7 separate regions of the Mus musculus genome follow, and all the other regions are linked to region 1. The links are chromatin contacts, called in public HiCAR-type, HiChIP or PLAC-seq and promoter capture Hi-C maps. All regions are on one chromosome and are shown on one strand. Each heading gives the region's core, a stretch centred on a gene start, on an enhancer-like site or on the middle of the called end of the contact. The rest is flanking DNA. Distances are from core to core; before and after follow the strand shown.

What was found. Promoter capture Hi-C pulls out the DNA fragments that hold promoters and counts their contacts. HiCAR-type assays count read pairs that join an accessible place to other places. HiChIP or PLAC-seq counts read pairs in DNA pulled down with a chosen protein or histone mark.
Region 2: an H3K27ac HiChIP or PLAC-seq map of embryonic stem cells shows a contact between it and region 1, with 10 times the contacts expected there. The contact joins the enhancer-like site here to the promoter of Grin2a in region 1. A contact is called at or near these places in 5 of 39 promoter capture datasets (cranial neural crest, hippocampal neurons, liver and 1 more), 1 of 484 Hi-C or Micro-C datasets (cortical neurons), 3 of 115 datasets of contacts at active chromatin or transcription factors (embryonic midbrain, embryonic stem cells and forebrain) and 4 of 9 other capture datasets (adipose tissue, embryonic stem cells, liver and 1 more).
Region 3: a HiCAR-type map of embryonic stem cells shows a contact between it and region 1, with 6 times the contacts expected there. The contact joins the enhancer-like site here to the promoter of Grin2a in region 1. A contact is called at or near these places in 2 of 39 promoter capture datasets (cranial neural crest and liver), 1 of 484 Hi-C or Micro-C datasets (embryonic fibroblasts), 6 of 115 datasets of contacts at active chromatin or transcription factors (embryonic forebrain, embryonic midbrain, embryonic stem cells and 2 more) and 1 of 9 other capture datasets (embryonic stem cells).
Region 4: an H3K27ac HiChIP or PLAC-seq map of embryonic stem cells shows a contact between it and region 1, with 15 times the contacts expected there. The contact joins the enhancer-like site here to the promoter of Grin2a in region 1. A contact is called at or near these places in 3 of 39 promoter capture datasets (cranial neural crest, embryonic stem cells and hippocampal neurons), 1 of 484 Hi-C or Micro-C datasets (embryonic stem cells), 13 of 115 datasets of contacts at active chromatin or transcription factors (VIP interneurons, embryonic forebrain, embryonic stem cells and 3 more) and 2 of 9 other capture datasets (embryonic stem cells and liver).
Region 5: a contact with region 1 is called in a promoter capture Hi-C map of embryonic stem cells, with 6 times the contacts expected there. The contact joins the enhancer-like site here to the promoter of Grin2a in region 1. A contact is called at or near these places in 5 of 39 promoter capture datasets (embryonic stem cells, frontonasal cranial neural crest, hippocampal neurons and 2 more), 5 of 115 datasets of contacts at active chromatin or transcription factors (embryonic forebrain, embryonic stem cells, forebrain and 1 more) and 1 of 9 other capture datasets (embryonic stem cells).
Region 6: a contact with region 1 is called in a promoter capture Hi-C map of hippocampal neurons, with 7 times the contacts expected there. The contact joins the enhancer-like site here to the promoter of Grin2a in region 1. A contact is called at or near these places in 3 of 39 promoter capture datasets (hippocampal neurons, liver and stem cell-derived epiblast-like cells), 2 of 484 Hi-C or Micro-C datasets (cerebral cortex and embryonic fibroblasts), 6 of 115 datasets of contacts at active chromatin or transcription factors (SST interneurons, embryonic forebrain, embryonic hindbrain and 2 more) and 2 of 9 other capture datasets (adipose tissue and embryonic stem cells).
Region 7: a contact with region 1 is called in an H3K27ac HiChIP or PLAC-seq map of VIP interneurons, with 12 times the contacts expected there. The contact joins the enhancer-like site here to the promoter of Grin2a in region 1. A contact is called at or near these places in 5 of 39 promoter capture datasets (embryonic stem cells, hippocampal neurons, liver and 2 more), 1 of 484 Hi-C or Micro-C datasets (muscle stem cells), 8 of 115 datasets of contacts at active chromatin or transcription factors (SST interneurons, VIP interneurons, embryonic forebrain and 4 more) and 1 of 9 other capture datasets (liver).

What each region holds. Positions count from the first base shown.
Region 1 is chr16:9,994,329-9,997,241 of GRCm38.p6, reverse strand. Grin2a (glutamate receptor, ionotropic, NMDA2A (epsilon 1)) reads left to right here and starts at 1,429. Exons shown (of 14, transcript NM_008170.4): 1 at 1,429-2,419. Gm30668 (a long non-coding RNA gene) reads left to right here. Exons shown (of 3, transcript XR_384651.2): 3 at 1-33.
Region 2 is chr16:9,070,756-9,073,668 of GRCm38.p6, reverse strand. No RefSeq gene overlaps it. Among named protein-coding and RNA genes, the nearest start is that of Gm30567, 18 kb to the right of the region's middle. Within about 2 kb of position 1,413, at least 4 of the 459 cell types and tissues checked have an H3K27ac peak or open chromatin away from gene starts, as enhancers often do. A contact at or near this core is called in embryonic stem cells, where this site is marked.
Region 3 is chr16:9,091,254-9,094,166 of GRCm38.p6, reverse strand. No RefSeq gene overlaps it. Among named protein-coding and RNA genes, the nearest start is that of Gm30567, 38 kb to the right of the region's middle. Within about 2 kb of position 1,481, at least 35 of the 459 cell types and tissues checked have an H3K27ac peak or open chromatin away from gene starts, as enhancers often do. A contact at or near this core is called in embryonic stem cells, where this site is marked.
Region 4 is chr16:9,130,821-9,133,733 of GRCm38.p6, reverse strand. No RefSeq gene overlaps it. Among named protein-coding and RNA genes, the nearest start is that of Gm30567, 78 kb to the right of the region's middle. Within about 2 kb of position 1,398, at least 26 of the 459 cell types and tissues checked have an H3K27ac peak or open chromatin away from gene starts, as enhancers often do. A contact at or near this core is called in embryonic stem cells, where this site is marked.
Region 5 is chr16:9,148,583-9,151,495 of GRCm38.p6, reverse strand. No RefSeq gene overlaps it. Among named protein-coding and RNA genes, the nearest start is that of Gm30567, 95 kb to the right of the region's middle. Within about 2 kb of position 1,440, at least 13 of the 459 cell types and tissues checked have an H3K27ac peak or open chromatin away from gene starts, as enhancers often do. A contact at or near this core is called in embryonic stem cells, where this site is marked.
Region 6 is chr16:9,197,968-9,200,880 of GRCm38.p6, reverse strand. No RefSeq gene overlaps it. Among named protein-coding and RNA genes, the nearest start is that of Gm41418, 81 kb to the left of the region's middle. Within about 2 kb of position 1,555, at least 6 of the 459 cell types and tissues checked have an H3K27ac peak or open chromatin away from gene starts, as enhancers often do. A contact at or near this core is called in hippocampal neurons, where this site is marked.
Region 7 is chr16:9,334,742-9,337,654 of GRCm38.p6, reverse strand. No RefSeq gene overlaps it. Among named protein-coding and RNA genes, the nearest start is that of Gm41418, 56 kb to the right of the region's middle. Within about 2 kb of position 1,399, at least 5 of the 459 cell types and tissues checked have an H3K27ac peak or open chromatin away from gene starts, as enhancers often do. A contact at or near this core is called in VIP interneurons, where this site is marked.

The sequences.
Region 1 (2,913 bases), core at 180-2,679:
TCAATAAATTGCCCATGCTGGCCTTGAACTCACTCTGCTGCCCGTGGGTACCCTGCACTTGATTTCCCCACCCCGGTCGCCACATTGGCCACACCACTAGGCCTGGTTTTCCCACTGTGTTCATTCTTTATGATTTATGTTTCAGGCCTTTGCTTGTTCTCTAGATAGCTTTTAAAGATGGGGCTTGCTCTGCCTAGGCTGCACAGCCTCCTTAGTAGCTGGGGCTGCAGGTGTGCATTTATCTGAGCTAAGGCAGTGTAACATTCTCAAGTTCTCAGGTCAGAGTCTTGCATGATATCCATGCAAGAGAGAGGCCCAGCTTAGCCCGGCTCAGTCCAGCCCATTCACAGCCCCAGTAAATGGACCATTGCTCCAGTTTCTGCCTCTGTTGTATCACATTGCCCACCCCCATCCCCTTTTCCTTTACCGTCCAGATTCTGTCTGCTTCCTTGTTTTCTTTTGTGTAAAACCCCAGGGTATTCCACACACAACATCAGCTCCACAATAAACCCACGGGTCTCCAGGACCAGGGGCTCCTTTCTGTAGCCATATCGATCCCCCCTGGATGAGTTACTTTAGAGGGCTCTCATTTTTTCTTGGGTACCTACTACGTGTCAGGTTTTGTTAAATCTTTGACCATTGTCTTTTTATTGCAAAATAACCCTGAGAAATGGCATTTATTTATTTATTTATTTATTTATTTATTTATTTATTTTTACTGCTGTTGCTCGCCTGCTTTTTCAGATTATCAGTCATTAAAGGAGGAGGGTGACTCCTGAGTTTGGCAGACCTGCAATAACAAAAGCTACTACTCAGTATAGGAGTCCAAGAAGTTTCTTACAGTTGGTTCTCTGAACAAGGTGAAGTAGGCTCTGTGTTTGTTAGGGGCAGCTTCTGGCTGGGCTAGGAGCTGGCTAGCCGGCTAGCTGGCTAGCTCTCTGAGATTTTTTTTTTTTTTTTTAAATAAAGATCCGGATGCAATTCTATTCTTATGACTTAATCACTGTGGAGGCCAGTACTCTTAATACTTAGGATTTTAACATATGCATTTGGAGCATAAACATCCAGGTGACATGAGGCATCAAGGGAAGGGAAGAAAGGCAGAGACAGGTGTTGGGATTCAAGTGACTGACCGTACAAAGGTCAAATGTAGACATCTAACAAGGAGCCTCATGCCCAGCTGCTAGAATTGGAGCCAGTCAGTTTTCACAGCCAGTTAGCCCCAGGCTCTTGGCTTATCCGTTCTGGTGACTTAGAAGAGGCAACCACAGGGTTACGTTTTGTCTCGAACAACTTAGAGAAGGAAGCAGCAAGTGTGTATGTGTGTCTGTGGGTGCGCGTCTGTGTGTGTATGTGTGTGTATGCGCGCGCGCACGCGTGTCTGTGCTTGGAGAGAGTATATATGTTTCTGATTTTAAGCTCCCGGCTCTCTGACATCAGAGTGGGTTCCCATATCAGGGTGGTGAGGCATTGAGAGAAGCATCCTGGGCGGGTGTGTGCGTGTCGGCGTGCCTTGCGTGGAACAGAGATTGCTGCACCCAGCGCCAGGCACTGGAGGAGGAGGAATCCGTAGCAGAGATCTGAATAATTGATTCTTCAGCAGCACCAGACGCCCGGGAGCGGGCGGAGAGCGTGGTTTCAGCACCAAGGTTGCGCGCCACCGCAAGCTCCCCCCGTCACCAGCCAGACACCTAGGTCGGCCTTGTTCCGCTGCCGCCGTGCGCTCCAGAAGAGGGTGGCCGCGCTCCGCGTCGCCGCCTAGGGACTGCGGGGTCTGCCTTGGCCCGCCTCCGGGGTGGGCGGCTGCAGGCGGACCAGAGCTCCAAACAACGTCGGATTGCGCGGGGGTTGCTGCGTTGCGTCTCGCTGGCTGAGAACAAGTCCTAAGTTGCTGTGGTGGGCGCCTCTGCTTTCCTCTATCCTCCTAGGCGACCGCAGCAGAAGCGTGCCCTAGGATCCTGGCTTCTCCAGTGTTGTGAACCGCGGTGGCCAGGCTCTTTCCTGGGCTCCCGCTGACCAAGTGAGGAACCGAACGCCCAGCTCGGAGCTGGCCCTTCAGCGAAAGGGCCAGGAGGGAGCTGCGGTCCTCTGCCTGCGCCCTTCTCCGCCAGGGACCGCGGGGATCCCCGGCCACACGCGCGCGCGCGCTCCCACACTCACTCACACACACACACTCACACACTCACGCACGCCAAGCAGGAGCAGGACTGCGGAGAGGGTGTCCAGGCGCGCTCAGAGGACCTGGCAGCCGCTGTCCGGAGTGGAGCATAAAGCTGAGCCAGGGCTCTAGGAGAGAGGCTCCTGGGGTGCTGTGCCTGAGCATGGGGCCGGATGAGCTCTGAGAGTCGCGGCGGCAGCAATCAGCCCTGGAGATGACCAGGGGTGGCCACTGCTGAGAACTATGTGGAGAGAGGCTGCGGTGAGTGCTGGCGCGGGACGCCGAGCCTGGGAGGGCCCTGTGAGAAGCTGGTGGGGGGAAGGTATGGATAGGAGGGGGCGGCAGGACGCACAAGAGGGTCGCTACGTGGGAGTGATCACACCTCCCTCGGGGATCCGGGACCGCGGGAGCCCGCGTCCTTCCCTCCCCCTCTTCTCCTCCCGGCTCATAGCAAACTCAGCCAGCGCCCCCTCCTTTCCTGCCCCCCACCCCCCACCCCAGGCTCAGCAGCTCCTGGTCGCACAACTCCCAGTAGCCGGGCGCCGAGGTGGTGGTAGGGGGTGAGGGTGGAGGTTCCCACTAAGCTTCTCGTGGGTGGCCAACCTGGGGCTTCCACTCTCCGGTGCGTCCCTGAAAGGAGCTCTGGTTATCAGCCACAGGAAGTGAAGACCCGCACCGAGGGTGTCATAGGCACCAAGCTCCAGCTCCCTCTCTGGTCGAGCCCCCAGGGTGCATAAGGGGGCTGTGAGCACTGC
Region 2 (2,913 bases), core at 164-2,663, 920 kb after region 1:
AGTTGTGTAAAGGGGTTCCATAATCTGTCCAGGGCTGTACCCCCTGGTCTCGGCATCATTCTACGCGGATGAGGGGCAACAATCTGGTCAGGCATTTGAGAAAAGAGTGACAATGTAAAAACCAGAGTTTTAAAACATTTCCTGGTGTTCCCTTCCTCTGGTAAGGTTTAATAATAGGGCTTTCATCACTGGGATGAAGCACTTGTAATAATAGGGCTTTCATCACTGGGATGAAGCACTTGGGAAAAGGAGTTGTTGGGACTCACAGTTTAGAGGACTCAGCCTGACGTCATCTGGATCCATTGCTATGAGTCTGACCTAAGGCAGAATGCCACAGTGGAAAGGTGGGGCTGAACAGTCTGCTCACCTCATAGAGACCAGGACACAGAGAGAGAGCACTTGTGATGACAGAGGGCTTCCTCTTTTATCTACATTGATGCCATCTAGGCCTCAGCCTGTAGAACAATGCTGTCCATATTTAGAGCACCCTCACAGATACACAGAAAGGCATTGCCTAGGTGCCTCTCAATGCAATCAAGCTGACAATCAGTGTTAACTGCCACAGAGAAGCTTCACTCAATAAAATATTTGCCTTACTTACATAAAGACAAGAATGTTAGAGCTCATGTGGAATCCAATGGTCCCAGCACTGGAGATGTGCAGATCCTCGGGGTGCACTAGCCAGCCTAGTAGACAAGTTCCAGGTCGGTGGGAGACCCTGTCTCAAAACAACAAAGATGGACAATGCCCGGGAATGACAGCCTAGGTTGCCCACATGCACATTTGCATAACCACACACATGCACACGTGCGCGCGCACACACACACCTGTATACACATATGCAGATACCCAGGTATATGTTCTGCTTAAGTTAGCCTTAACCAATCTAAGCTGAGTCAAACTAAAATTAGTCGAGTTGAAGTGAGTTGAGCAGAACCAAGTTGGGGCAGGTGTCTCTCAGGACTGAAATGCTTGGAAAAGTGTGGACTTGTGCCCAATGGATTGGAGATGGAAAAGGCACAAAGTTAAGGACCCACAGCCTGATGCATCAGTCAAAAGCAAGAATCTGAAAAAAAATTAAAAAAAAAAAAAAGCAAGAATCTGGGAATTAGACATGTTGTTTTGTAAGACTCTGGGGAGCCTTAGCTTACCAGGGGACCCACCCCCACCCCCACCCCCCAGTGAACCACGTGGAGCCAGGATCGATGCAAAAAGCAAGAGGAATTTGTTCCAGTGCACTGGGGTGGTGCGAGACCGGAAGGAGAGGCAGTGACCACCAGCACCTGTTTGGCGAGTTTTTATATGGTTTCCAGGGGCAGAACAGAGCATCAGCAACTAGGCACAATATGATTGGTGGAACAGTGCACCCTTTAACTGATTGGTCTTTAGGGAATGAGGTGACAAGGACTTCCCTTGTCTGAAAGTGAGCAATGGTCAGTCCTGTGGAATGTGTCCCCACCCGCAGGTCGGCTCCCACCCTGTGGTCTGAGAAATGCTAATTAGCCTCTCCCTTCATGACCTTCCCAAAGTTCCTGAGCTGATTTTTTCAGTTTCTCCCCCTTCACTTTGCAACGTCTGTGTAACTTAGGGCAAGTTATTTAACCTCTAAGAATCTCGGTGGCCTGGTCTGCAAATGAAGGGTGATATGATAGTCACAGCAACTGTCATGAAATCACCGGAATTGATATTTGAAAGTGTCAGGAATGATGCCAGCACCACTCCTCTCTGTTACTATCCATCAACAGGTGACAAAGGAGAAAGAGGGACTTGCCACCGTGACACTGAGGGCTGCCAACACATGCCTGAATCCTGCTTGTGCTGTCCCAGCTGACTTTCAATGATTCTTGAATTTCTGTTCAGGCTGCTGGTGTTTTTGCTTTTACGTCCCAGTGTCTGGAAGGAACAGATGCACAAGCTCATGAATAAGAGGACAAATGCTTTGTTGCCACACAGCAGACTGAGCCATTACACATACATGTGCCTTACATATGCGTAGTGTGCATCCGATACATTCTGTTTTCATATCTGTTTGGTGCTGTCATTACACTGGTGTACAGAGGAGCAACCCAAAGTGCACTTCATTTTCCTAAATGGCTGAGCACAGATCCAGCCTTGCAGAGCCTCTGTCCTCCACTGCCTGACCTTCTTGAAATACATACATGGTCTCACTTAACAGACTAGGCTGAGACCAAATATACATCGCTTTAAGGCACGTTGAGCTGGTCTCCATATTTGTGGTTCTCTTCCTTGCATGGCACACTCCACAAACTGGCCTGATGCTCCCTAGTCAGCTCCCAGAGGCCTCTGGGACAATACATAGGCTCTGCTCACAATCTTCTGGGGGTTATACAGGGGCCAGCCTTGAGCAGTGATCTCTCTACACTAGGGAAAAAAAGCTCACCTCACTGACAGCTTTTGAACACCCAAGCGTACCCAAATGTGTGTAGGTATATGTGTATGAAGGTGCATGTAGAGATGTGTATGCACACATGTAGAGGTCAAAGGACAGCCTCAGCTGTCATTCATTATTCATTGTCCAGCTTGATTTTTGAGACAGTGTTTCTCATTGGTCTGGAACTTGCCAGTTTCGCACAGCCAAACATCTGCCCATCTTAGCCCTCTGAGCACTTCTCAGAACTAGGATTGCAAGTACGTACCACCCCAACCCAGCTGTTTGGTGTTTTGGGGGGGTAGTTTTGGTTGTTAGGGTTTTATTTTTGTTTTGTTTTTGTTTTTGCTTTTTTTTCTTTAATGTGGATTCTGGGTATCAAACTCAGGTCCTCGTACTTGCTAGACAAGCACTTTGCAGACTAGACTATCTCCCCAGCCCCGATAGTTTATGAGTTATGACTTGCTGCAGTGTGCTGCAGATCTACCAGAAGCCGAGCATCCTTAGCATGGGTAAGCTGTAGC
Region 3 (2,913 bases), core at 232-2,731, 900 kb after region 1:
GATACAGGCGGGATGAGGGAGAGGAAATGGTTTGGGGGTTACAGGACTTGGAGTTTAGGGTTAAATTAGTGAGAGGAATAACTGCCATGAGGGATTGCTGTTGGGAAACACAAGGAAGCAAGAGTTTGTATCAGAGGAACCACTGTTACTGCCATAGACACAGAAGGCTCAGGAATTCCTTTAGAATTGTTTTCCAAGACTTATGGCAGACCTCATGCAGCTTGGACTGCAGAAGGAATTGTTAATAACTTTCACCTCCAGGAATAGTTCAGGCTCAGTGAAACCACAAAACTGGACCACCCTGTAGGTGGAAGGAAAGGTTTATTCAAACTGCCAAGAAAGTACCAAAGAGAGTATCAAAAGGTGGGAAAGCCTAGTCAGGTTTAAAGGAGTATTTGCAGCAGAGGGAGGGAATGTGTAAGTGGGAACAGCCTGGGAGTTTTCAGTCATTGTGGAGAGGAGGTCTGCAGGCTGGAAGAGCTTGGGAACGGGAACGGGGTGGGGACTTTGATGTATGCTGCACCTATGTGTTAATATGCCCTAGATGCTGCATTGCCTGTAAGAGCAGATGAGGGTGGGCTGTAACGGTTTGTCCTGACAAACAAGGTTCTGAAGAGCACAGCTTTTAAGGTTTTGTTTATCCCCAGCAAAGCTTCTGTTTACCTGGTCAGAGCACAGCCTGAGCTGAGCCCAGACCTCCTTTCCAACAAGGACACTGCCACTTGGGGGCCCACCTTGGGCCGAAACACCCAACACTCTGGAGCAGAAGACAGGAGAATCACAAGAGCCAGGCTAGTTTTGAGTACAAAATGAGATTCTATACACACACACACACATACACACACCATGAATTTAAAAAAAAAATTAAGTCATTTTGGGGGGCTGGAGTGATGGCTTGGTGGTTAAGAGCACCAATTGCTCTTTCAGGTGATCCAAGTTCAGTCCCCAGCACCCACATGGTGACTTGTTACTAACTGTAACTCTAGTCCCAGGGGATTCAATGCCCTCTTCTGTCCCACATGGGAATGGTGCACAGACATAAATGCAGGCAAAATAAACTTTAAAAAAAAAAAGTTAAGTCTTTTTGTCCCCATGACTAGCAAAGATGAAAACACTGTGGGGATGCTTTGAACCCGTGCTAAACAAGGGAGTGCCCATCTGGTAGGAGCTGAGTTTGTTCAGCTCACTGCAGTTAGAATCTGCTGAGGTTTGTTTGTTTGTGTTTGTTTGTGTTCCAGTGGAGTCACAATTCCAAGCTGCTATGGGTGTGGATGTGCATTGGGATCAGAAGGCAGTAGAAGACACAAGCTGACTTCTCCTTTCCATCTCCTCCTTAACATCGAGTTAGCCACTGGTCTTTAATGCCAGCCTCTCCATACTGTTTGGCGGATTCCAAAAAAAGGACTCATGCCTACCCTTGCCACAAAGTTTCAACCCTGTCAAGGAAAACACAATCAATGCCACAGTGAGGCCCCAGGGTCCCCATTGTTCTCATTGTTCTCCGAGCCCAGGAGCTTCCTCCGGCCCCTCTTTGAAATAAACTCTGAAAGAAACGATCTCTTTGTGGCCATAATTCTTTCTCCCAGCTCCACAAATCAGTACCAATCCCAGCTAAGTGTTCTGACGTGTCCTGGACCCTCGCTTCCCCCCACGAAACCTCAGAAAGTTAATTCAGGACAGATGAGAACTGGTCAGCCCTCAGCCATTTTCAATCTTGGAAACCTCCAAAAATAGCTAAACTCTAATGCATATTTCAGGTTAGGCTTGTTTATTTTTCCTCCATCCATGCCAGCAAGCTAATTTCCCCAGAGGGAGGAAGGGAAGTGAAGGCTTCGTTCAGAAAACAGAACACTCTGAGTGTCTCCCTTGATTACCAAGAGGAAGCTCGGCCTGGGCTCTGGATCTGCACCTCAGAGAGGCCCCAGGGCAAAGCCTTTTTTCTCCGTGGACAAGGTATTTAAGCACACCCAACTGGGAGGTCCCACAGAAGCCAAAGAGTGAACTCGGACTTTCAGCATTCTCTTTTTCCACAGGGCCATGGATGAGGCAGCTGGACCCTACCTTGAGCCCTCTTGGCATCCAGGCAGGGGAAAGTAAGGAAGAGGTGACCATAGTTTAGTGCCAAAGCAAGAAAAAGCCAAGATAAACCCAGGGACTGCGGCTAGAGTCAAGAATGGAGTAACAACAGGCTGATCCTGGAAGCTGAAAAGTCCTTTAGATGTCTTTGTGTCACAGAGCTCAGCCAGGTGCAAGCAGGATGGAACACAGTATAAACAGAAGGAAGCCCCAGGCTGGGGAGATAGCTCGATTGCTAAAGCACTTTCGCGTAATCGTGAGGACCTGAGTTCAATACTCCAGAACCCACATTTAAGAGATAATAAAGAAAGCCAAGCATAGTGATACATGCTCTATCCCTACACTGGGGATGCAGAAATAGGTGGATCCTTGGGGCTCCCTGGCCTTCTAGCCTAGCCTAGCCTACCTCACAAGTTCCAAGTCCATGGGAGATTGTCGCCAAAAAAGTAAATAATAAATAAATAAATAAATAAAAATTTAAAACCCTGGATGGTATCTGAGGAATAACAGCTGAAGTTGTCCTATATTCTCTATGTTCATGTGCACACAACTGCAATCACATCTGCATCCACAAGCACCTGTACACAAATAAACACACATACACACACAGAGCTCTATCCATTCACTGCTAACGATGTGCCTCACCTAATGGCAGTCACAATTATAGCCTCTGACACCCCACGAGCTTTCTCTCTGCTAATGGAGACAGTGGATGAGAAAACAGTTTCCTTGCCCACAACCCAGACTCTTTCCGTGCTTCTGATGAAAACTCCTTGGTTGCATAAGCAACATGGGGCATGAAAACTTGAGGTACAGAACTCAGGTCCTAAAAGCAAA
Region 4 (2,913 bases), core at 149-2,648, 860 kb after region 1:
TGATACAGTGTGGATTGCAGAGAGTGTGAATTCATCTCATGAAGATATGGGCTCAGTCCATCAAGAGGACATAACAGTATGAAACGTTCAGCACATAGAACAATTTTTTGTTTCAGAATTTTATAAAGCCAAACCAGAGAGAATGTCACAAAAAATAGACAAGTCCATAATCATAGTCGGAACTTCTCTCCATAAATTAATATAACCAGAGCTCAGAATATGAACAGGCTTACAGCAGACTCAAACACAGTCATCAATCAACCTGTCTATCTAGCACTTAGAGGAAAATTGGCAGTGGTTAGAGCACCAACTACCATTTCAAAGGTTTTCAAAAGACCTGAGTGTAATTCCCAGCACTCACATCAAGCAACTTACAATCACCTGTAACTCCAGTTTCAAGGCATCCAACTCTTCTGACCTTGTAAGACCCAATGAGCCTTAGTCCAGGATGTCCCACTCACAGAAACACAGAGACGGAGATCGATGCAATAAAAATGAGGTTTATTGATCAGGTGTGCCGGGGGCCATCCTGCAATAGGGGCAGAGGTGACCCTGAATCTCCTAGGCCCACACTTTTTATACAGTTTAAGGGAAGGCCTTGATAACAACAAGAGTTGGTTTAAGCCCATTGTTGGCCCCAGCTGACTTTTTCTTTCCCCCCTTTAGAAATGGTAATTAGCCTCTCCCTTCCAGAGAGACAAGTGTCTTTCATGACCTTCCTTAACCAGCATTGATGGCCCTGGGTGTGGTGAGGTCTTAGTCACCAGAAGAGGGAACTAAACATTCTTGGTCATTAGCTGCACCTGCCTTGCTTTCTTGTAAAGCTTGTTTGGCTGGGACATCACAGGAAGGGAGTGCTCAACACAACCTTCTGGGGGGATGGTCTTTCAGGTCATCTTATATTCTCTAAGATTACAGATTCCCACAACCTCTGTAGGCACCTGCACTCATGTGCACATACCTACATATAGACATTCACACACACACACACACATACATAATTTAAAACAATAAAGTTACTTTTAATTGATTCATGTCTCACATGCCTATAAAAATAATCAAAATGGATCACACGCTTAGGCATAAAATGTTAAACTGTGAAATTTCTCAAGAGAACAAAAACAAACAGAATGAAACCTTTGCAACCTTGGGTTTCTCAGACATGATACCAAAAACAAGATCCAGGAAAAAAACAAACAAACAAAACAAAACAAAACAAAAAAAAAACATAGCTCTTGCCCAAGTTTAAAATGTTATACCTTCAAAGGACATCCTTACAGAAATAAAAAGAACCACCTGAAGCAAAATTTTGTGAGACAGATGCCGACCAAGGACTTGTGTCCAGATCATTTAAGGAACCCTGAAGACTCAAAGGGAAGTTAGGCTGGTGAAATGACTCAGCAGAAAAAGAGAAGTTAGGCTGGTGAGATGACTCAGCAGAAAAAGGCAGCACTGGATGAACTTGGTGATCTGGATTTCATTCCCTGGGATCCGTTTAAGGGATGACTCCACAGTGTGGTCCTCTGACCTACACACACACACACACACACACACACACACACACACACGAGTATGTACACACCTGTCACACACATCATATATATACATACAGTAATAATAATGTTTATTTAAAATGCTTCTTAAATGAGCAAAACAGTTTAGCAAACACTTAAATTAAAAATTAAATTAAAAGCATATCTGTTGCTGGGTGGTGGTGGTGCATGCCTTTAATCACAGCACTTGGGAGGCAGAGGCAAGTGGATTTCTGAGTTCGAGGCCAGCCTGGTCTGCAGAGTGAGTTCCAGGACAGCCAAAGCTACACAGAGAAACCCTGTCTTGAAGAAAAACAACAACAACAACAACAACAACAACAAAAGCACATCTGTTATACAGAATAAGCAGGTTATATTTAGAAATATATGTATATACATATGTGCATATAATAACAGTTAATGAAGAAAAGAGGCCCTGAATTTCAAAGACTGCAAAGAACAGAATATGGGAGGAATTGAAGAAGGACAGGGAAGGGAGAAAATGTTTTTTAAAGTAATATGTGTGTGTGTGTGTGTGTGTGTGTGTTCATACATATAATAACATGACACAGACATAGGTGTTCCATGTCATTGGCCATTAGGGAGAACCAAGATATACTATTACCTTCCTACCGTAGCAGCTACAACTTTGACAATCACATGCACTTATGATGCAGTCATTGCCCATCTAGCTATTCACTCAAGAGAAATGAAAATCTGTGTCCATACAAAGTCACGTGTCCTGTAGGCTAAGGCCAGTTCCACTCCACTCCTGCCAGTGACCTTGGCTGTTGTTCCATGGTCCTGCATCTCTTGGTACCAACTTCAGATCTAGTTTGCTTTCTGTCTCTATGACAAAGCACTGGCCAAAGCCAAGCTGCAGGGACGAAAGGTTACTTGGTTACTTGGCTTACAAGTTGCAGTTTGTCCTCAAGTGAAACCAGGGACAAAAGCTGAGACAGGGACATGGAGACAGGACCTGAAGCAGAGGCCATGGAGGAACACAACTCATTGGACTGCTTCTCCTGGCTTGTTCAGCTCTCGTTCTTATACAGCCCAAGCCCATATGCCCAGGGATGGCACTGCCCACAGTGGGCTAGTCCCTCCAAAGCCATCAGCAATTGAGAAAATGACATGCCCACAGATGTGCCCACACACCAATCTGATAAAAGGAAACTCCTGGATTGAGAGTCCCTTTCCCAAGCGTCTAGGTTTATGTGAATACCACAAACACCATGACACGGAGGTGCCACAAGCACCTGCTGCTTTGGGTGGAGTTGGACTTAAGAGATCCTTTGCCGCCGGCGATGGTGGCACATGCCTTTAATCACAGCACTTGGGAGGCAGAGGCGGGCGGATTTCTGAGTTCGAGGCCAGCCAG
Region 5 (2,913 bases), core at 191-2,690, 850 kb after region 1:
GCAGAAAGGAGAATGTCCCTGTGGCAGGTATTCAAGGCCAGGACATGAAATATGATGATGGCATTTTGCTCCTCTCCTTTTGAAAAGAGATGAAGGGGAATGTGCCAGTTAGAAAAATTAAGAGGCTCTAAATCCTTCCAAATCCTCACATAGCCATCCAAGTGGCCAATAAGAAGGTTCTTAAATTAATGACCTCTTAAGAAATTAAATTATTGATTAATGCCTCTGATGCCTCTGTGGCCAACTTGATTATAGCAGGAAGGAAGCACATGTGACGTGTCCCTTCCCCTCATCTCAAAGGGTCATATGACTCACAGCAACTGAAGGTGTGCTCTGCTCAGTCCACATGAAAAACATATATAATAAAATAAGGAGGGAAGAAAATCACAGGGATCGCTGGGAACACATTTATAGGCTACCTGGCCATGCTGTGAGGTGGAGGAAGGCTTCCTGGAGGAGGCAATTCCCAGTCAAGGTCAAAACCAGATGCAAGTACATACTTCCACAGGAAGAAGGTGGAAGCAGGCAAGACTAAGATGCTAAAGAGACATGTAGATGAGTAGTCCCTGTTCTCTCGAAACACTTCGGAACTTTCACCCCTAAATCGACTAATTCTCCAGATCTTGACACCAACAGGACATCCTAATTTGATTCCAAAACTGCTCAGAGTCGGGCAGACCTTAGAGCAAAACCCTGCGAGTTGATCCTCTTTCTACTCCAGATCCAAATTCCAGGTCACCTGCCCTGAGAACCCCTGTTCCCACCTGATCGCCTGCACTAAGAACCCCTGTTCCCACCTGGTCACCTGCACTTGCAACCTGTGTTCCCACCTGGTCACCTGCACTAAGAACCCCTGTTCCCACCTGGTCACCTGCACTTGGAACCTGTGTTCCCACCTGATCACCTGCACTAAGAACCCCTGTTCCCACCTGGTCACCTGCACTTGGAACCTGTGTTCCCACCTGATCACCTGCACTAAGAACCCCTGTTCCCACCTGGTCACCTGCACTTGGAACCTGTGTTCCCACCTGATCACCTGCACTAAGAACCCCTATTCCCACCTGGTCACCTGCACTTGGAACTTGTGGTTCCCACCACCACTGATCAGGTGTGATTATTTCCCAGAGTGCCTCAAAAACACTCAAGGAAACTGCTTGCTTAGGATCCTAAATGAACAGCCAGGTAAAGAGGCCAGAGGATGAGATCCAAAGGGTCTCAGACCAGATCCCAAGTCCCAATTAGGGTGCCATCCTCCCCACATGTGAATACATTCACTAGTCCATTGCTTGTAGTTTTTCCAGAGGCTCCATCCCACAAGCACAGTTGATGAGGTTCCTGGCCATTGGTGCCTTGACTCCTTCTCCAGCCCTCCTTGAGCCACAGAGGTCTGTGTGGGCCAGAAAAGTCCAGCTTACAATAGCAAATTTGGTACTTCCCCAGCCAGATAGCCTCATTAGCATACAGAAAGGCACTCAGAAGAGTCAAGGGTTTTTAAAGGTCTTGTGTTAGGAACTAAGACCAAAGAATGAAACAAAAGAGCTCTCATCTCATCTGTCCCACCCAAAAGGTTAAAAGCGTTTTACTAGCTGTGTGCCAGGAACTGAAGCAGAGATCAAATACATTCCTTATGTCACAGCGATTCCTGTTTTAAGCGCATTTGGAGAGGGTGGTGCCAGGGAGCAGGGGAAGAGAAGGAAAGCTAGTTCAGTTAGGGAAGGCTCCAGGTTTGGCTGAGGAGTTCCCACTTTAGGAAAATCCCATGTTTTACCAAACTCAAGCTGGCAGTCATTGACGAGAGGGCAAGAGGGGCCCCAGGCTGGAGCTCCCACAGTGACTCCCTAGGGAGCCTGGGTCTGTGGCCCCAGCACTGAAGCTGGGGAGGGCACTGGCTCCTGGGGAGGGCACTGGCTCCTTGCCCTTGCCCTGGCTCTTGCAGTCTCAGAAACAGTCTGTGTTTTTCCAGAAGAAAAACCTGGATCCAAAGCAGAGCATCCTCTCCTGGGAGAGAATAAAGCTGATGCTGTTGATTGCCCTTTCCTGAGCTTCCTCATTAGTAAAGGCGTGGTCAGTGCAACTCTTCAGCTGCCATCATCTGCATGGGAACAGGAAAGAAGGCTGTCTGCGCACCCGCCCACCCGCCTGCCAGGAAAGAGACACTTGAGACCTGCTGGATTTAGTGTCTACCCTAATAAACTTCAGTGACTACCAATAGTCTCAACCAGGGTATCCACAGTGTGGTCAAAGGTCCCAAAAGCCAGAGGTATGTCCAGAGGTATGAGGCCAGAAGCCCAGAAGCTTGGAATACCCAAGATACAGTTCACAAACCACATGAAACTCAAGAAAAAGGAAGACCATAGTGTGGATACTTCTATCCATCTTAGAAGGGGGGAACAAAACACCCATGGAAGGAGTTACAAAGTGTGGAGTAGAGACTGAAGAAATGACCATCTAGAGACTGACTCACCTGGCGATCCATCCCATATACGATCACCAAACTCAGACACTGTTGTGGATGCCAACAAGTGCTTACTGACAGGAGCCTAATATAGCTCTCTCCTGTGAGGCTCTGCCAGTGCCTCACAAACACAGAGGTGGATGCTCACAGCCATCCATTGGACTGAGCATAGGATCCCCAATGAAGGAGCTAGAGAAAGGACCCAAGGAGCTGAAGGGGTTTGCAGTCACATAAGAGGAACAATATGAAATAACCAGTACCCCCAGGGCTCCCTGGGACTAAACCACCAATCAAAGAAAACATATGGTGGGACTCATGGCTCCAGCTGCATATGCAGCAGAGGATGGCCTAGTCAGTCATCAATGGGAGGAGAGGCCCTTTGTCCTATGAAGGTTCTATGCCCCAGTGTTGGGTAATGCCAGGGCCAGGAAACAGGAGTGGGTGGGTTGGTGAGCAGG
Region 6 (2,913 bases), core at 306-2,805, 800 kb after region 1:
AAAAGTTATATGTGTGTTTTATCCAGAAACTAAATAGTTAAATTCAGGGTAGAAACCCTGGATTAGGATTAGAAATTTCTACAACAGAGAACCTTTTCTCTTTGCCTTTGTCTAGACTTTCTTCCTCTCTCCTCTCCATGCCCACCTCATTAACAGCCTTAAAACTAAAAGAGGAGAAGAGAGGATGGTCTCCTCACTGAAGAACCTTGAGTCTTCCATGCTATAAAACCTACTTCCTCTCCCCCACCCCATCAATCCTCCTCCGCCATTCATCTCCTTCCTTTTCTCTCCTTGACTGCACGCTTTTCCTCTTAGATAAGAAGGCATCCTGTCTGTTGTCTACACTCACTAGGAACTCAACTATAATGGGCCTCTCTTTTTCTATGTGATGGGCATTGTGATTTGAATAGGAAATCTCCCCCAGGGGCTCACGTGTTTGAACACAGTCTCCAGCTGGAAAGGTTTTGAGGTCTGTCAAGAAGAAGTGGGACACTTGGGGCTCTCTATCCATACCACACTCTTTTTGCACATTCTCTGCTTCCTGATGCAGAGGTGATAGAGCTCACCAGGCTCCTGCTCCTGCTGCCACCTCCTTCCTGTAGTGGTGAACTGCATTCCTTCCAATTATAATCCAGAAAACACCCTTCCTCTTTTAATTGCTTCTTGTGACATATTTGATCACAGCAAAGTAAACAAGTAACTAATATACAACAGGAAAAACAGCAGCAGCCAGCCCTATCCAACTCCAGTTTCCTTTCTTGGTCCAACTAAAAGCAAGAATGTTTTTTCCACAGTATCTATTTCAGCTCCAGGAGTGAATAGGAGTTTGCTCTGCTAGAATCACATAGCCACTCTCTGAGCCAATCACCAATACCTGAGGCATCGAGTTCAATCAGTGGCTAGTCCTGAGTGAGACAATGAGATATGAGGGGAGATGCAAAGGCCCAGGGACAGCCTTCTCCAAAATGGCTGCCTTGGATAAGCATGCTTAGCTGTATCCATGGCTCTAAGAACACTGGGTAACAAAAGCTAGGGCATGGCAACCTGAGGAGAGTTGTCAAGGATGGAGCCTATTCTCTAAATTTGAATTCACTATTAAGAACAAGATGATGGAAAGACAACTGACAAACATCAGGAACGCACCTCCAAACCGACACCATATAATTACACTGTTTACCAGAGATCTCACAAGCCAGACGACAAATGTTTCTCTGCAATTATCTGATTTCGTGTTGCATAATTTAGATGTTCAAGTTGTCAGGAAAGAGCACTTATCCATAAATATAAAATTATGGATGTGTATCATCCGGTTATAAGACAATCTGTAATTGGGGTATTTAAGAAAAGTGTACAGTAATTACTGAGGCACACTGTTTGGGAGGTATGCTACCTAACCAGGTAATGAAATTGCTGAACACAGCTTCTATCCAATTGTCATTCATTTGCAGATGGGAAGTATAATACAGCTTTTAATCAAGTCATGTACTATTCCACTTTACTGTGCATGAGGCAGAAGGTGCTTGGAATCTCTCTCTTTACAGTGGGAGAGCTGAGGTTCCTTCCTTGGCACAGAAGCTAAAAATAAAGGTTATGAAATCTTCAACAGAATTCTCCACCTGCCTTTAACATCTGTCTTCTCTCAGCCAATCCTTAGGAAAACCTTACTTGTTCATTGCCTCAGAACTGAGGCAGATCATTGGAGACCAAAAATAACATGGCTGAGTGCCTACTGTGTGCTGAATACTGCTCATTCACCATGTTTTATCTCAGCCACCCTCATTTTGTAACAGGAGGAAATCCAGGCTCAGGGCTGGCATCACTTGTTCACAGTACCATAGCTCCGGAGAGGCAGAGCCAGAATTTGAAATCAAGCCATCCAGACTCCAAGGTCTATGTGCTCACTGCCACAGCATAGATTTGGGAACTAGTAATGGCAAAGAATAAATGCCAAAGTTCCCTCCTAACTGTCAGGTTCTGTGATGTCAATTTTTGCAGCTCTACTCATAAATGGCACAAAAATAGCATCTGGAAAACCAAGGCTCAGGGGAACCAAATTCTGCTGGATGGTTTCATCATCTGTTGTAGTTTTCAAAGTGAACCCTGTAGAAATTCTCCCAAATCTCTCCACACTTGAGCCTGCACACAATCCACCAGCCACAGAATGCAGGTTTGGGATTTGAGTTGTCTGAAAATACAGACTCTTGTTTCTCCAAGCTATGAATATAAGCAAGCGACCTACAGTGGCAGAGTGTGCAAATGGAAGGGGAAGGATCGTGGAAGCAAACATGAGCTAGCCATGAAGACATGATAAGAAATGGTCTAGGTGAGAGACCAAATACACTGTCATGAAAGGAGCACAGACTGTGTTTCTGCCAAAGAAACTAATGTGTTCAGTGAGGAGCAAAGAAATAATACATGGAGAGGCTGGGAGGGTGGGGAGGGTGGACCAGTGAGTAAACTAACAGGCCATGCAAACATGAGGGCCAGAGTTCCATCCCAACTATCTAAGTAAAATATAAGCACGGTGGTAAACACCTGTCACCCCAGTACTGGGGCATGGGGAGACAGGTGGAGACAGGTAGATCACTGTAGCCAGTCAGCCAACGTAGCAGAATCAATTAACCATGGGTCCCGTGTATGATCCTGTCTGAAAAAAATTAGGCTGGAAAACAGCTAAAGACACCTGGTGTTAACATCTGGTCTCCACGTGCATGCTTATGCACATGTGCACACACACACATAAGTGCTTACACATACATATACACAGGTACACAAGTGCATAGTTTTATATACATGCACACATGTACACACATGCATAGTTTAACACACACACACACACACACACACACACACACACACACACACACGGCAAGTAGTCCAGAAAGCATACAGAAATGTAGGAAAAACAGGGCA
Region 7 (2,913 bases), core at 150-2,649, 660 kb after region 1:
TTTTAAGGAATATTATCTTCAATAGCTTGCTGTCTGGATTGCTTTCTTTGAGGGGAAGGGGCTGTCTCAGAAGTCTTTAGTATCTCTCATTCTCAATTATGAGTCTGCAGTCATCAATACCACTCAAATAGTGCCTTCCTTGCCTATAGCAACCGGCAGCAGCAGGAATCATGTACTTCGCATTGTTTAAGATGACAGCATGCAGGGCCAAAGAGTGGGAGTGGGTGGGTAGGGGGGTGGGGAGGAGGGTATGGGGGACTTTTGGGATAGCATTGGAAATGTAAATGAGGAAAATACCTAATTAAAAAAAAAGATGACAGCATGGCTCCTGAACTCTTACAAGAATTCCATTGGCAGCTCAGATCACAGATATCCACCTGGTCCCAAAGGACAGCACAGACCTCAGACACCAATGTGGCTTCCATGGCAGCACAGACCACAGACACCAAAAGCTGCAAAATATCTGTTGGGCTAACCAAGCCTTCAGTAGTTGTAGAGATTGCTGAAGCTGAGATCTGTGCACAGAGGAAGAAGGAAATCTGTGTCTCCACATGATATGCCATGGGAAGAACTTAGGCAGGCAGTAGATTTGCCTGTGTTTGAATTCCTAGATCAGAATACTATTGAGAAGCAAGAAAAGCAGAACTAGAAAAATTCAGGATAAACTCAACAGCAAAATATGCACACACACATACTTTGAAATACGCCTGAGAGCTCTTGCTTTTTTTCAGGGCCTGCCCCTTCCACAATGGGTTTTGTTAAAACCTGAGAGCCACATAAATCTATGTTCAAATTCATCATCAATATTCCATGTGTCCCAACTTCTCTGATTTCATTACACTATGTCATCTCCCATTCCCTATCAATCCACTTTGCCTGTCCATGTTGCTTGATTATGGAAGTTTCAGTTAGTGACCCTTAAGCCAGAGAGTGCTGAGAGTAATCCATGAGTCAGCCTCCAAGCCCACAACTTAAGAGAAAAAGACTCTGAGCATCAGGCCTCAGCTTGTAAGTACAAGCCAGAACAGGGTCCCAGTTCTCTGGGTGACTTGTTGAGGGGAATATCAAGGACCCATTGAAGGCACATACCAACTCATGCTTTGAAGACACAAATGGCACACATCTGTTTGCACCTGGTCCAAGTGAATAGACACACAGTAAACTTGGACCACCTAATAATCCTATTGAAGGTGAGAGAATCCACCTAATATAGTTGTTTGGCAGCCTCCCAGCAGAATATGCCAAGGCTCTCTGAACATTAAGTGTATTAATGTCACCGCTTGGAGAAGATGCTCACTTTTAACCAATGTTCAATTCGTCAGAAGCAAGCTCTGGCCAGGAAATCTGTCCCCGCAGTGGAGGGAAAGGAGCCAACTGTTCAGCTGAGCAGTACCTCATGAATAATTTTAATTTCTTCCACAAAAGAGAAACAAAAGGATTTGGTCAGTGTTAGTGTTTGGCGACTACACACCAAGGCTCTTTGAACCGCTTATTCTGATCTAACAGAGGAGAACACCCGGTCCAGGAAGGAAGATGTTGAATGATTTATGTCTGTGGACAACACACACTGATGGTAATGACAGGTCAGGAAAGAAATCCAATTGCAAACTTCTAATTAATGTATGTTTTATTTATGCATATAAACCCTGAAATATTCATGGAGGTGAGGGAGTGCATAATTAATGGACCCCATAGGAAATGTGTTTATGGTGGATGTTCAGGAGGTCCTGGATGTCTCCTGTCAAGGATGTAAAAGGAGCCTGAAGCTTCCAGAAGCTTGGAGTGCTCCCTGTTACTGGAAGTCTTGGCACCTCTGTGCAGTCTGGCAGCTGGTATCACAGGGTGTCCTTTGTAGTACCATGTCTCTGGCATGAGCATACCTTTCCTTTCAGGAAGAAAGCAAGCAAAGAGGATTCGTGTATCAATGAAGTACATCTAACATGTAGCAGGCATGTTTCCAGAGTTACTTCATTTAATCTTGCTGACAACAACCACCCTGTTAGGGCAGTGGGCTGCACACAGACAGCCTAGTCTCCAGTCAAGCAAAGGTCTGGAACCCCGGACCCCCGATGGATGATGATTTCCACCTACATGAGACAAAAGATGTTTGATCATGTCTCTCCGCCCCTGGCTCCTGGCGAAGTGTGTGGCTATCAGTCACATAGGAGCAGCACCAAGCCTTCCCACATGCAAATAAGGTTTTCCCCAAGCTCTCAGTCCAAACCAATGAGAGATACCTGCTGTTGAACCCTGAATCACCCCCAAAACTGTATATAAATCCTATCCAGGAATTAAAGGTGTGCGAGAACTACTCCATCATCTGAGTCTTTTGTTCCAAGAGCTGTAACACTTGGGAAGAGATCCTCTCTCCTGAAGAGCCACCTGAGGTCCTGCCCACTCCTCACTGGATAGTTGGCTTCTTGGAGTTACCGAGTGATCTGGAAGGCACAGCCTCCCTGCCCGCACTCACTTCCCTTCACCAGAACCCTCGCACCAGGCTTCTGGTACCCAGGCCCACATGTGAAGGCCCATGTGAGGCTCAAACACACACAAATGCACCTAACAGATACTGCAGGAAGGTGAGCCCTCCCACATCTCTGGAAACAATCTGTCTTCCTACTGTGCTTTCGGTCAGTGCCATCGCTCGGATTTAGACAAACTAAATGGGCAATTGAAGCCTTCTGACCAGAGCTACTCTCTGGTATTGGCTGAAGGTCCCCTCTGGCCTCTGTCTAAATCCCAACAGCCCGCAATGGGCGTTGGCAAAGACTCTCTATCTACCTTCCTAAAACAAAAAGAAAACCTGATAATGCAGCAGCCACTTAAAAGCCATAGGGTGGCTGCGGGTTCTTAAATCTGCAGGAAGGCTTAGCATTTGGACCTCTGTGGAATTCCCCGAAGCCAAATAGGCCA